Regions from separate parts of the Zea mays genome. Here region 1 is linked to region 2. Evidence: chromatin contacts called from public Hi-C data. All regions are on one chromosome and are shown on one strand. Each heading gives the region's core, a stretch centred on a gene start, on an enhancer-like site or on the middle of the called end of the contact. The rest is flanking DNA. Distances are from core to core; before and after follow the strand shown. Region 1 overlaps LOC103632575 (a long non-coding RNA gene). Region 2 holds the start of LOC100279474 (ABI3-interacting protein 2).

The links. Hi-C and Micro-C count contacts between places; a contact is called where the count stands out from the background.
Region 1: a Hi-C map of leaf shows a contact between it and region 2, with 2.0 times the contacts expected there. The contact joins the enhancer-like site here to the promoter of LOC100279474 in region 2. A contact is called at or near these places in 7 of 25 Hi-C or Micro-C datasets (bundle sheath, ear, endosperm and 2 more).

The regions. Positions count from the first base shown.
Region 1 is chr1:25,260,883-25,267,266 of Zm-B73-REFERENCE-NAM-5.0, reverse strand. LOC103632575 (a long non-coding RNA gene) reads right to left here. Exons shown (of 4, transcript XR_556039.3): 3 at 4,790-6,336; 4 at 4,413-4,692. Among protein-coding and RNA genes, the nearest start is that of LOC103632575, 4.2 kb to the right of the region's middle. Within about 2 kb of position 3,571, at least 8 of the 20 cell types and tissues checked have an H3K27ac peak or open chromatin away from gene starts, as enhancers often do. A contact at or near this core is called in ear and leaf, where this site is marked.
Region 2 is chr1:25,084,678-25,091,404 of Zm-B73-REFERENCE-NAM-5.0, reverse strand. It overlaps LOC100279474 (ABI3-interacting protein 2), which reads right to left and starts at 3,539. Exons shown (of 3, transcript NM_001152478.1): 1 at 2,854-3,539. The coding sequence starts at 3,517.

The DNA of each region.
Region 1 (6,384 bases), core at 2,322-4,821, 180 kb before region 2:
CTGACATAAGTGTCAAAATCATTAGACAACCATTTTACATAACTACATCCTTGAATAGTAAAGTAGCTTGTAGGATACTTGGAACATAGCCTTATGATCTTTGTGCATACAATGTATATTTGTGCATACAGTGCATGGCTGTGGGTTTTTATTTGTGCATCCAATGCATATTTCCTAGTTGTAAAATGTTGATACATGGTTGTTACTTGGTACTTACAGAGTGCTAAGTGGAAGCAACATATGAAGCTCACATGGAGAAGGAAAATGGAACGACAGTCCACATGAAGCTTGTAAAAAAGGAGTTAGTCTCATAATAATTTCTAGTGTCAAAGGTCAACACGATACATGGTTGTGGGTTTTTATTTGTGCATCTAGGGCATATTTGAATGTGTGAATGGAGATGATCTTATGTGATGTGATGATGGATAGATTAACTTTCTTGGATATTAGATGATATTTAAGTTAAACTTTGTTGGATATTAGATGATCATGTTGGGTGCATGTTTTTAGATTTTTAGTGATGTTTCATTGTGTTTTTTATTTTTCTAAATATTTCCTATTTTTCTTCTATTTTTTTCTGATTTTTATGAAGTATTTTGTATAAGAGGGCTTAGAAGGGTTTTTAGCCCCTTGGTTGCCAAATTGTGGTAGGGAAATATATCCGAGTGAAAACCCCCCAGAAATTAAAGTGCCATTTAAAATCCCCGTGTGGATTAATTCCCTAGATTTTTTTATCTATTTGTTGTCAAACTAGCCCTAAAATTTTGAATATCCAGCCTCTAAACCTTGGCCCGCCCCTGCGCGCCGCGCCCACCGCTCCGAATCTACCGGACGTCAATGCTGGGCAGTTGGGCCTCAACCCTAACCCCATCGCCCCGCCCAACCCATCGGTGCCGCGCCCGCGCTCGTCGTCGACGCAGAGGCAGAGCCCCAGCGCCATCTACTTCCAACCTGCCATGCCAATCGACGACCCCAATCTCGCTGCATACTGGGACGATCACGACCCCGCCTTCAACCCGTACACCTCCGCTTTCCAGAGCACGCTGTTGGCAAACCCACCATCGGACTACGGGTCCCGCTGGGTCTCCCCGGCGGCGCCTCGCGGGTACCCAGCCCCGACGCTGGGGGAGGTTCGCTTCCGCCTGCTTCGCGGACCGATGGAGCCTGAACTTCTATCGTCCTTGATCACCTCGACCCACGTGGCCCGGCTGCTCATGGACGGCGACGAGCAAGTGCGCCGGAGCGTGCTCGCCACGTTCAAGTGCGACGTGCGCTGCTTCATGAAGAGGCAGATCGTCCTCCTCGCCATGGTTCGCGCCTGCATGTGGCGGCCCGACGAGATCCAAGACATCGTCCGTACCGTGTACTGCACCAACGGCTTTCTTTCGGGCGTCGTGAAAAACAACCACGGGTAACTCGTCTGTTAGGTTCTTACTACTACAACTACTAGTAGATCTAAATTTTAGATCTGGATCTTAATTTGTGATTTTGCAGGTTAACAGCTCTGAAGGAGCTGATAACGGCAGTGGTTGTTCATGGCCGGCTGCTGAGGCCGCTCATCCAATGTCTCCTTCGTGAACCCCTATTCTATCAAAGCCCGGAGCTTGTTGAGCACTGCTTCGTCACGATGCCTTACGATCATAGCAAGGTATGCGACACGGCTCCCCACACCCATCCATAATCATGCATGGACTATACACATTATTATTGGTCGAGTTCATCGATTTCTGAATGAATAAGTTGATTTCTGTCAGTTTCTGATCCTGTTCGCCATCGTGCACAATGTCGAGCTGCTCTCCACGTCCCTTGGGTCGAGAAGCATGGCACAATGCTTCATGTACGCGAGAGACAGAGAGCTTGAGAATATCGAGACGTACATCCTGGACTGCACCACCGCACTCGCCACGAGCAAATATGGGTACGTAGTTACTCTTATATACTAGCGCCGGTGATCTATTAATAACCTTCGATTCGTCCTTTCATTGCCACGATCGTCGTGCGTGAATGGAACTGAGAGAGAGAAAAAAAACACATGTTTCTTGCAGGAACTATTTCTTACAGCGGGCCATCGAGTACGGCGGCGAGCGCCTCCAGGTGGACATCGCCAAGCGCATCGCGGCGGACGTGGTGAGCCTGTCGTTGGACCAGTTCGGAAGCTACGTGGTGGAGTCGTGCTTCCTCCAGATTATGCGCTCGACGATGGCGCCGCTGCAGCTCGTGCTCGACGCTTTCCTCGCCCTGGGCGACGACGACCTCGCCGAGCTCGTGCAGGGCAGCTTCTCCAACTACGTCGTCAGCAAGCTGCTCCGCGTCGCCAAGGACGTAAGCCATATCGTCGTTGCTGTCACACGTTAATTACGTAGTTTGGTTTGATTGGTACATGCACTTAGCGTTGGATCGTTAATTTTGATCGACACACATGTAATACGTGCAGCCCAAACCGGCGCATGCGAGGGAGCTGGCGCGGCGTATCGAGAGGCTTCCGACTGCGGTCCACCGCGAGATGCACGCGCGCCGGGTGATGGTGGAAGTCCGGAAGACGCTTCAAAGGCCGCAGGCAATCAGGCTTTACTAGCTGAGAGATGACGTTGTGTTGTTGTCTTCGATGGAATGCCAGCGTATGGTGTCATGATAGCCCAGACAACAACATGAATTAACTGTCAAAGGTAAGGAAAAGGGATGCCCTATCCCACAAAACTGCGTTTTGTGTGTCACTGTGTGTGTTTGTGTGTCCAGTGTTTGTACGTGTGTCAACCTGTGTGTACGTTCTATTACATATCTTAGTATGTAATGAGTCCTAGTATTAATTATCAGAGATGGTGTTATGAAATCGTGTGTGATGATAATATTGTGTGTGTGACATTGGAATATTGTGGTTAATTGTTATATTGTGGTTAATTGTTATTGGTTTAGGCCCCGTTTGATTTGGGGTGACTAAAGTTTAGTAACTAAAATTTAGTCACTTTTAGTCCATGAAGAAGCAAATATGGTGACTAAAGTGGGATGACTAAACTTTAGTTCTTTAGTCACCAAAGGGGTGACTAAAAGGGATTAAAATATGATTTTTACTTTATTTGCCCTCTCCACTTTCTTCTTGCAACAAACATCCACTAATTAATATGGGTAATACAGTCATTATTCACATCAATTAATGCTTTTTAGTTCGGTTTAGTCACTGGAACCAAACGGGTTACTTTAGAGACTAAACTTTAGTCTCGTGACTAAAGGAACCAAATTAATCTTGAGTCAATTGTGGACATGTGCTCGTACGCTGTTGCATGCATGTGTTGTTGATGTACAATGCAAGTGTTTGTGTTGATCAAGTTGAAACATAGTCGGCAGCTGTGACGAAATTAGTTTTCATTACAAAGTTTAGGGAGGAACTGAGGTACAAAACTAGGTTTCGAGACTAAGTTCAATTAGGAACTGAGGTCCTTAGTCGAGGATGTTGTGCGGGGCGTTTCGATGGAAACGTCGTTGCATAACGCAATCGCATGCATTGGAGTGGACTTGGCCCATGCGATAGTTACCCTAGTCGGTACTTCGATGTGGGAGACCCAACGAGCGTGACATGAGTGTACCAAGAGAGAAGCAGGCTAGATGAACCACATGTGACGGTTGGATAGTACAATTGGGCTGGAATATGACTCTGATAGTGAAAGAAAGTCCGGATCAAATAAGGGTTGCACTAGTCCAAGGAGGATTCAGCTCCGTGCTAGATTAGGACGACCGATCCTTATAATAGAGAGCAGATTTGTTCTTTTTTAGATGAGGATTATAGAGGTTTTAGGCCATAATATTAGATCTATTAAAGAGATTAATCTAGATTTTTAGAGTTTTCAAGAGCATTTTTAGTTTTGATTCTAGATTGAATCTTTGTTTTCAATTGATACTGGTGTTTTGATTCATCTAGATCATTACTAAGTCATCTATTACTGTTCTACAAAGTTTGGGATATTAATATTTTTCTAGTTATTGCTTAATTCCAAAATTAGGTCCGAATTAATTTCCGTTACTCTCTAGAACAACGATCTTGTTTCATTAATAACTTTAGATTCAGAAGCTCAATCAACGTGATTCTAGCTGGGTTATACTTATAATTTTATCTACTTTAATTTGTTAAATTTTGAGATCGATCAGAGTTACAAATTTGGGTCAGCAACATTTTTATAACAGCAACCTATCCATAATTATAAAAGTGGATTAAATTAGTCTTATGATTCAGAGAAGGTGAGATATTTATTTTTAAGCTTCCGTAATCATTCACCCATTCTGATTGTCTATTCTAGCGTCATACGATCCTATAGGTATAGATCAAGAATCATAGTTTGTTTCCAAGATGATGCTACTATAATAGAATTGGAGTCTTTTACTACTAGGCTTATATAAATTAGTCTTATGGTTCAAATTTCTGTTTTGCACCTTTTCCATTTATAGTTTTCCCCTAGGCACAATACGAACTGTGGGAAACATTCTCTAGATTCATGTGTCTAGCCTGTTGCTAGTATCATAGTGGATTCCAAAACCCACAGGAAAGTATGATAAAACAAAATTCCACAAGTGGATCCCAAACCCACGTGCATCATATATAATGTGGCTTTCCAACTATGGAGATACTCTCCTGGAGAACGAAACATCCCTTATCCTCTTCACCATACCATTATCTACCCAATTTGCTGCCTGTGATAGTACCTATAACCAACAGGATGTACATATAACCAACAGGAAATCAAAATGAAACGCACCATCAATGTGCTATTTTTATTGTGAACCCGGAGAAATTCCTTACCACCACCAAGAGGAGGAGATCCATGACTATCAATGGTTGAAAGCTGATGTTCTTTCACATTTGGAACTGAGAACGCTGGGCGTTAACCAGGGAGCGACATTGAGACTTCCAGTTTTGCCCCTTCCTTTCTCGTGGCTCTCTTCTTCTTTTCCCAGGGCATTGAGACTTCCACTGATACATGGCACAAACAGGAAACACATAAGTCTGAACGAGATGTAATAAGTCTGATAGATGTAGTCTGAACGTAGTAGGAAACACAATAACTCAGCTACTAACAAGTAGGCTGAACGTAGTCTGATACAATAAGTCTGATACATGGCACATGTCTGCAGTCACATGCTGACAACACATGGATGATACAACTAACAGATACTACATCTCGTCCATGCTTAGTGGAACCGACTTCCTCTTTCTTGGAGTGATTTTTTTTATCAATACCCTTGGAAGTGGCTGCGAAGACGATGGCTGTTCATGTGGTGTACCAGGGTCTTGTATAACTTTGTCGAAATGCGGTGTTCTAGGTTCTTGTGTAAATCTGTCGTCGCGAGGAAACCATTTTTGAGTAATGTCGCTGCTTCCTTGGCCTATAAGAATACAGACCAGCTGTAAGTTTTTGAAAAAAACAGAACAGGAAACAGGAACAAAGATCAACACATAAAACCATTTTTGAGTAGAGTTATGTCGCTGCTTCCTTGGCCTATAAGAATACACACCAGCTGTAAGTTTTTGAAAAAAAAAACAGAACAGGAAACAGGAACAAAGATCAACACATAAAACACACGCCTCTTCTTCGTGCCATTTAAAGGACATTTAGGGCTGTTCTTCTTGTGGCCTAGCTCCCCACAATATAAACATTTAGGGTGTGTTTGGTTGGATGTATAAGGAGGGATGGAAGGGGATGGCTACAGTTTCTATAGTGTTTGGATGAGAATCACGTGGGGTGAAATAAATACCGGAGTAATTTTTTGGTGACGGCGTGATCCCAAAAAATTGAGGGGACGGTGTCGCCCCCGCCTCATCCTACTTTGACTTCAAACCAAAGACATCCTTATTGTCCCCGAATTACCTTCCATTGCTTTACAGTTTCGTTTGCACATGCTTTCTTGCCCCTACCGCCTTCTAGGCAACCTTTGATTCTATTTTTCCTTTGTCTGCCCACACCTCTCCTACCCAGTGGTGCCCCCACCTCATTTGCCATCTCCACTTTTGGCCAAAAAGACTTATCTCCTAGTTGCTCTATTCTTCCCTCGTAAGCTTTCTTAAACTTTTCTCCAACACAGCTTCCTTCCAAGAGAACAAAGTTGGAAACTATCCTCCTAACTACCAAACAACTCATACAAAGCCTTCTCTCTCCCTCTCCAAAGAGTTAGATATGCAATCTGAACATTATAAGTGTCATGTAGTGCATTTTGCAACTCCTTGGCTCCCATGCCAGGTTTCTTCTTCAAGAGAGGTATTGCTTGGGCAGCAACCCAACCACTAGTAGGTGTCTTTGTCCTTCACCTACCACTAGATGTACAAGTGTGGATATCTGTCATGGCAGTAACCTACAATAGTGGATGTGAAAAGGTTAGTTTAAAGTAAAGCAAAAACAA
Region 2 (6,727 bases), core at 2,290-4,789:
AAGTTGTGCTATCCCTCTCAGTTGTGATGATCAGACGGTTCAGGACAGCTGTAACATTTTGCAGTGCAACTCGGCTTTTTTTCCATGCAACTATTTGGGGCTGCCTATTTCTGATAAGAAGTTAGGGAAAAGGGACCTTTTGCAGTGGGTTGACAAGATAGCTAACCGGCTGCCCGGTTGGAAGGCTCCACTGCTAAACCTTGCTGGCAGGGCAGCCTTGGTCAGGTTCGTGCTCTCTGCAATCCCCGTATATCTTTTCATCGCCATGAACGTTCCCAAGTGGGTTATCAGTGCTATTGACAAAATTCGGCGAGGTTTCTTGTGGAAGGGTAGAAAAGATGTGAAAGGTGGGCATTGCCTGGTGGCGTGGGATAAAGTCACCAGACCGCTGAACCTTGGTGGACTTGGTATCCCAAATCTGATATATAAGAGTTGGGCGTTGCAAGCTAAATGGCTTTGGCTCTCCAAGACTGACCCGAATAGGCCTTGGAGTGGATTGGATCTCCCTGTTCAGTCACAAGTAAGGAAACTAGTGGCCAGTTCGATGTACACTAATGTGGGAAATGGCAATAACACCCTTTTTTGGAGGGACAGATGGATAAATGGGTGCTCTATCGCTGAGCTGGCACCTGAAGTGATCTCAAAGGTGGATAAAAAGGTTGCCTCTACCAGGACAGTGCATCAAGCCTTAGAGGGCATGTCGTGGGTCAGGGACATCAAGCCAACCCTCTCCCTTGTAGGGATACAGCAATATCTTACGCTTTGGGACACCCTGGGTGAGATCGTGCTCACTTCTCAGGAGGATCACCATGTGTGGAGATTCGAGTCTTCGGGCCTTTTCTCTTCTAGGTCCTGCTACAAGGTTCTGTTTTTGGGCTCCATCACCTTCGAACCTTGGAAAAGACTTTGGAAATCGTGGGCTCCTCCTAAGTGCAAGACCTTTTTATGGTTAGCCATGCAGAATAAGTGTTGGACAGCTGACAGGCTGCAAAAAAGAGGTCTTCCCCATCCGGAAGCATGCCCTTTCTGTGAACAAGAGCAAGAAACAGTTCAGCATCTGTTGACTGGTTGTGTCTTCGCCAGGCAGTTTTGGCATAGCATCCTCTCCCCCTTTGGTATGGGCCACTTAACTCCAGGACCAGAAGATACTAATTTTGCTGATTGGTGGGGACTAGTGACCATTCAGGTGCACAGAAGCAAGAGAAAGGGAGTCAACAGTGCCATTATTTTGGGAGCATGGTGCCTTTGGTTGCATAGAAACAGAGTTATTTTCGATGGAGATTTACCAACCATTGGCAAGGTGCATAGAAGCTTCATCGACGAGCTATCCTTATGGGTGCTGGCTGGTGCCAAACACCTCGGAAGCCTTGGACTTGCTGCTGCTCTAGGCGCAGCAGGCCCGACCTAATTTTTCCTTGGTCGTCTTTTTGTATCCTAGTCCTATGGATAGTTTTATTTATACTTGTTGCTGGCCACCATAGTGTGGTTTTTTGTACTGGTCCTCTTGGACCTTAATTTCCCCTTCTTATTAATACAATGATGCGCAGCTCTCCTGCGTTTTTCGAGAAAAAAATACTTGCATGTATTAAATATTCGATGTTGGTTAAATAACAATCATGCAACTAATACCAACTTTCTGACTCAAATTCTAAAACGACGTTGGATGAAATAGAAAATTAAGGTTATGTTCTAAATGTGGCACAAAAAATATTAAAGTTTGGTCAAACATTAAATTACCACATTATTTCTAAATTTCTATGCAATTTAATGAAAATTAATTCACTTTGGCTTCATAATTAACACAAAAATGCATAAAATATTCCAAAATTGCGTAGCAAAAACTAAATAGTCCATAAATATCTCCAGAAAAAAAATTTGTCTCATAAAATATTTTTCTACAATTCTTAACCATTTTTTAGAGAACTAAGAATTCATTTCTATGGCACTAGTGAATTCCGGTGTACCCACGGCACAGATCCCTAACACTCCTCCACGAAGTCCTAATGTGCAGAGTGGTGGTGACCAGGAGCTAGGACGATAAGATGCAGGAGCACCTTCTACCCAGGACGTTAACCAATTGGCTAATCTTGCCCTTAATCAAGGGCAAGAAGGTATGACTACCTCTCTGTTTATGTATTCATCCCGTCGGAGAACAGATCAACACATTCTTTATTTCATAAGTTCTTTAGTCTATTAATTCTATCACCAGATACTTCAAAATTTAGACAACGAAACCCATCCCTTGTGATGACCACACAGGACTCAGCCCGGAAGACAACCAAAACAACAGAAGGCATACAATCATAGAACATATTTATAAGATAATGACAATCAGATCTAGGAAGCAGGACCAACAGCATGTCCGCCAGCTTAGCTCACAAACCATGAAAGAAAGAATTCCAAGCAAACAGATTCTGATACAATGGTTAACATTTTTTTCACTTCAGTTGCATGCCAATGTCTGGTTTTTCATTTCACAAATATCTCAAGGCCGAGCTGAGTTGAATGTGATAGAACAGGAAAGTACATCTGAACCTGAATGGGGCAAATTTATGTAATAGGAATAACAACTCAGAATAATAAGAAAGTGACATGAAGTTTGATATTGAATTGATTGAAGCATGAACGAGTGCTAACTTAGGAATTATACAGAATTATTCAATTGAACTAAAGGTCACTAACTATCCTGATATTGAGTTGATCATTTTTAAGCAATAGCTTACTCACAAGACCAAGACACAGAATTCACCCCTTAACCTATCACTCATACGCATCCTGAGAAACACTCCTCTGGTTAAACAAGACATTTTACCGCCCTCCTCCTTGTCCAAGAAAGAGAGAAATGTGACTTACTTGGCATATGCTGGTCGAGGTCCAGGCCCAGGACGACGAACGCATCAACGGCGCGCTCACGACCTGAGATCGACACGACAAGATCAAGCACCTCGCTGGTACCGCCCACATCCTCCACGAGCCCAAACACTCCCACGAGATGCAAGAAGGCGAACGTCTCCTGCTTAAACATCGTCTCCGTCCCGATCCGCTTGCCTCGCTTCCAGTCCGTCGCAACAGCTCTGGCCTCCTCGCGCGCCTCAGGCGACGGCTTGACACCAATCGCGCGCAGCCGGTCGAGCAAGGCGATGAGCAGGCGGCAGGACGCCTTGACGCTACCGTCGCTCTTGGCCACCTCCGGCAGCGTGCGGCAGAAACTCGCTGCCGCGGAGAGGACCAGAAGCCCCGGGTCGGGCGCAACTTGGAGGGCTGCGTCGAGGGCGCGCGTGGGATCCTTGAGCTCGTCCCTGTGCTCGGTGAGGTACGCGCGGAGGCCGGCTCCGTCCATCGCCGAGCAGATCAGCTCGAGCTCCGAGAAGCCGGCTAGGCGGGCGGCGAGGGCGGAGTCGAGGGTGGAGGCGTGGGTCTCGACGGCACGCCATGCGGCGGTAAAGGCGGAGAGGGCCGTGGAGTAGGCCTGGAGGGAGGCGATGACGCCCGGGATGGACGGCGCGGAGTCGGCCATGGCTGGTGGCCGAAACCCTACCTGTGCTCGGTGAGGTCCCTGGTGCGTGGTCTGTGTTCTTTCCTCCTAAAAAAAAGTCGAAGAGTCGGGCCAGGGAAGGCCCGAAAATGTTCCCGCCCGTTCATGTCGGCCCATTTTCTTTTATCCAATAATTGTGGAGGCCTATTTCGGCTGGCCACTCCGGCCCAGTTCCCATCTCATTTGCGTTTTCCTAAAAACGTACTCCGTCCATAACAAAATAATCGCACGATTCAAATTTTGTCCTGAAATAAATGAATGCATGGCACGAGATTTCATATACAGCACCAGACAGAAGCAGGCAAGCAGCAGAGGTGGTGCCAGCAAGCGGCCGAGGTCGGCACCGGTTGCGGTGTCGCGTGTTGTGTCGCGTGTTGGACGAGCTCGACCGAGGCGGGCAGTCGGGCACGGCTTGCACATGGCTGCCAATGTATGTGCGTCAAACTCAGGCCTGTACGTAAGTGGAGTTTCTGCTAATATTACTGTATTTTAGATTAGAACCCATTCAAGAGATCATTAGAAAACAGACTTTTAAATACTATGGTTTTACTGAAACTGTAGTATTTTTTGAGTATTCGATACAGAGGTGTCGACCCAAATTTTTTGTTCGGCGCACGCTCGATTAGCTGACCCGCACCTTTTTCCCATCGTTACCCGACGCGAGCTATTTTCGCGTCGCTCCCAGCTCTCTCTCCCGCCACCCCTATCTATCTCTCATCGTCCATCGTCACCGCCCTCATCTCTCTCTCCTATCGCCGCCCAACCAACGTCCAAGTCCTCTAATGCCCACACCCTCCGACGCCCAACTCACGGCCAGGTCCCGCCGCCGCCCAGGTCCCCACGCATCTGCCCCCAACTCGTCTGGAGACCCCTCCCCAAGTCCTAGGAATCAAGACTGCGCACGTTCCAAGAACCATGTGAGGAGGTGGGAAGGAAGACAAAGTGTCACACCCAGTTTTAGGGGCAAAATCGAATGCATAGCATATGTATGTTAGGATCCATTTTCCACACATATGTTGACGTCACAAATGTAATGTTGGTCACTTGTTCTCAAATACTGTAAATCAAAAACAAGGCAACACAATTGTTAATGGTTAAAGACCTTCGTCCTTCGAAGCATTATTTCCTCTCGGATATAATGATCTTCAGACGAAGGTCATGAAGGACATACCTTCATCATTTCATCATATAAATGTGAATGTAAATAAGAAAGTAAAGGAACACAAAGGAATAAAGGTAATAATAATCATGTATCAATAATCTATTTATTTTTGTATTCCATAAACATGAATGAATATTAACAATATTTGTATTACATTAATAACTTCGGCTTGCCAAAAGGTGAGGGCACGAGAATAACGGGACAGTGATTACAATCCAGCGTGAACAGTACAGGGGCACTGTTCATCTATTTATAGGCATGGGACGCAGCCTGGGTAAAATTACATTCGTGCCCTCGAACACTTGTTTACAAGTAATTAAAACTAGGCCTATCTAGTCATTTTTCCTTCTTTGCTTGGTCTGGGCTGAAGCCATTAACCTTCGGCATCCCGCACTGTCGTCTCTACACAGAGTCTTCGTCTTGAGGAGCTAAACCGAGGCTGAAGGAGGCTTCGGCAATCCTTTGTATCATTTTGCCGAAGGTGTTTTTTCCTTGAGGACCTTCGGCGGAGAAGAAGACCCCCAACATGTAATATATCAAAAGACAATGTAACAAAGGCGTAAAAAGAGTATAACAACTTTATCACATCATCCAGACTTAAGAATCTTAAACAGTATCTGTCGATGTTTCGACCCCGGGGGTCCCTGGACCGACGAGTAAATTTGTCGCTGCGCGTCCTAGCCCAGATGGGTTGGCGCGAGATGGAACACAAGGGGGAAAACGCGGCTCGTGTTATCTCGCACCAGGGGGTGTGCTTGCAGTAGGGGTTACAAGCGTTCGCGCGCGAGAGAGAGTGAGCCTGTTCGTTAGCCCGTTCTCCCGCGCGACCCTCTTGCATGAAGGCCCTGGACCACCCTTTTATAGATGTAAGGAGAGGGTCCTGGTGTACAATGGGGGGTGTAGCTAGGCGCTAATGTGTCTGGTAGGGAAGTGCCTGAGACCTGTGTACATGCCAACGTGGCTGTCGGAGAAGTGCTTGAGCCCTGCGTAGGCGATAACGTGGCCGTCGGAGAAGTGCTTGAGCCCTGTAGAAGCACAGCTGTCGGTGTTGTTGGGATCTTGCTGACGTCCCCTTGCTTCCGTAAAGGGATGAGAACCACTGTCGTCATGGACGCATGCGGGGAGCCATCATTACTTGTTACCGGGGTGAGCCAGATAGGACGCCGGTCTTGTTCCCCCGTAGCCTGAGCTAGCTAGGGGTAGGGTAATGATGTATCTCCCGTGGCGCGGTTGGTCCGAGCCCAAGGTCGGGCGAGGCGGAGACTCCTCCTGAGGGCGAGGCCGGGGTCGGGCGAGGACGCGATTCCTCCTGAGGCCGAGGTTGAGGTCGAGTCCTGGGGTCGGGCGAGGCAGAGACCACCTTTCGAGGCCGAGGTTGAGGCCGAGCCCTGGGGTCGGGCGAGGCGGAGACCTCCTCCCGAGGCCGAGGCCTAAGTTCGGGCGAGGCGGAGCTTCCTGTTGCGCCTGAGGCTGAACTTGGCTGTTGTCAGCCTCACCCTGGTGGGTGGCACAACAGTCGGAGCGGAGCGAGCGACGCTGTTTTCCTGTCAGGTCGGTCAGCGAAAGGGTGAAGTGACTGCGGTCACTTTGACCTTGCCGACTGAGGCACGTGTGTCAGGATAAGGTGTCAGGTGATCCTCGCATTGAATGCGCCTGCAATACGGTCGGTTGGAGAGGCGATTTGGCCAAGGTTGCTTCTCGACGAAGCCTGCCCGAGCTGGGCCTCGGGCGTGCTGAGGGATGCGCCCACTACCTGAGGAGGCCCTCGGGCGAGACGTAACTTCGTCCGGGACTACAGTTCCCGCCCGAGGCTGGGCTCGGGCGAGGCGAGATTGCGCCCCTTGGGTAGACGAAGCCTTGACCTGAACCGCGCCCATCAGTCTTTGTGGTTTGTGCTGATGGTGGTTACCAGCTGTGTTTAGGAGTGTTGGGGGTACCCCTAATTACGGTACCCGACAGTAGCCCCCGAGCCTCGAAGGGAGTGTTGGTACTCGCTTAGAGGATTTGCCGCACTTTTTGCGAGGGGACCG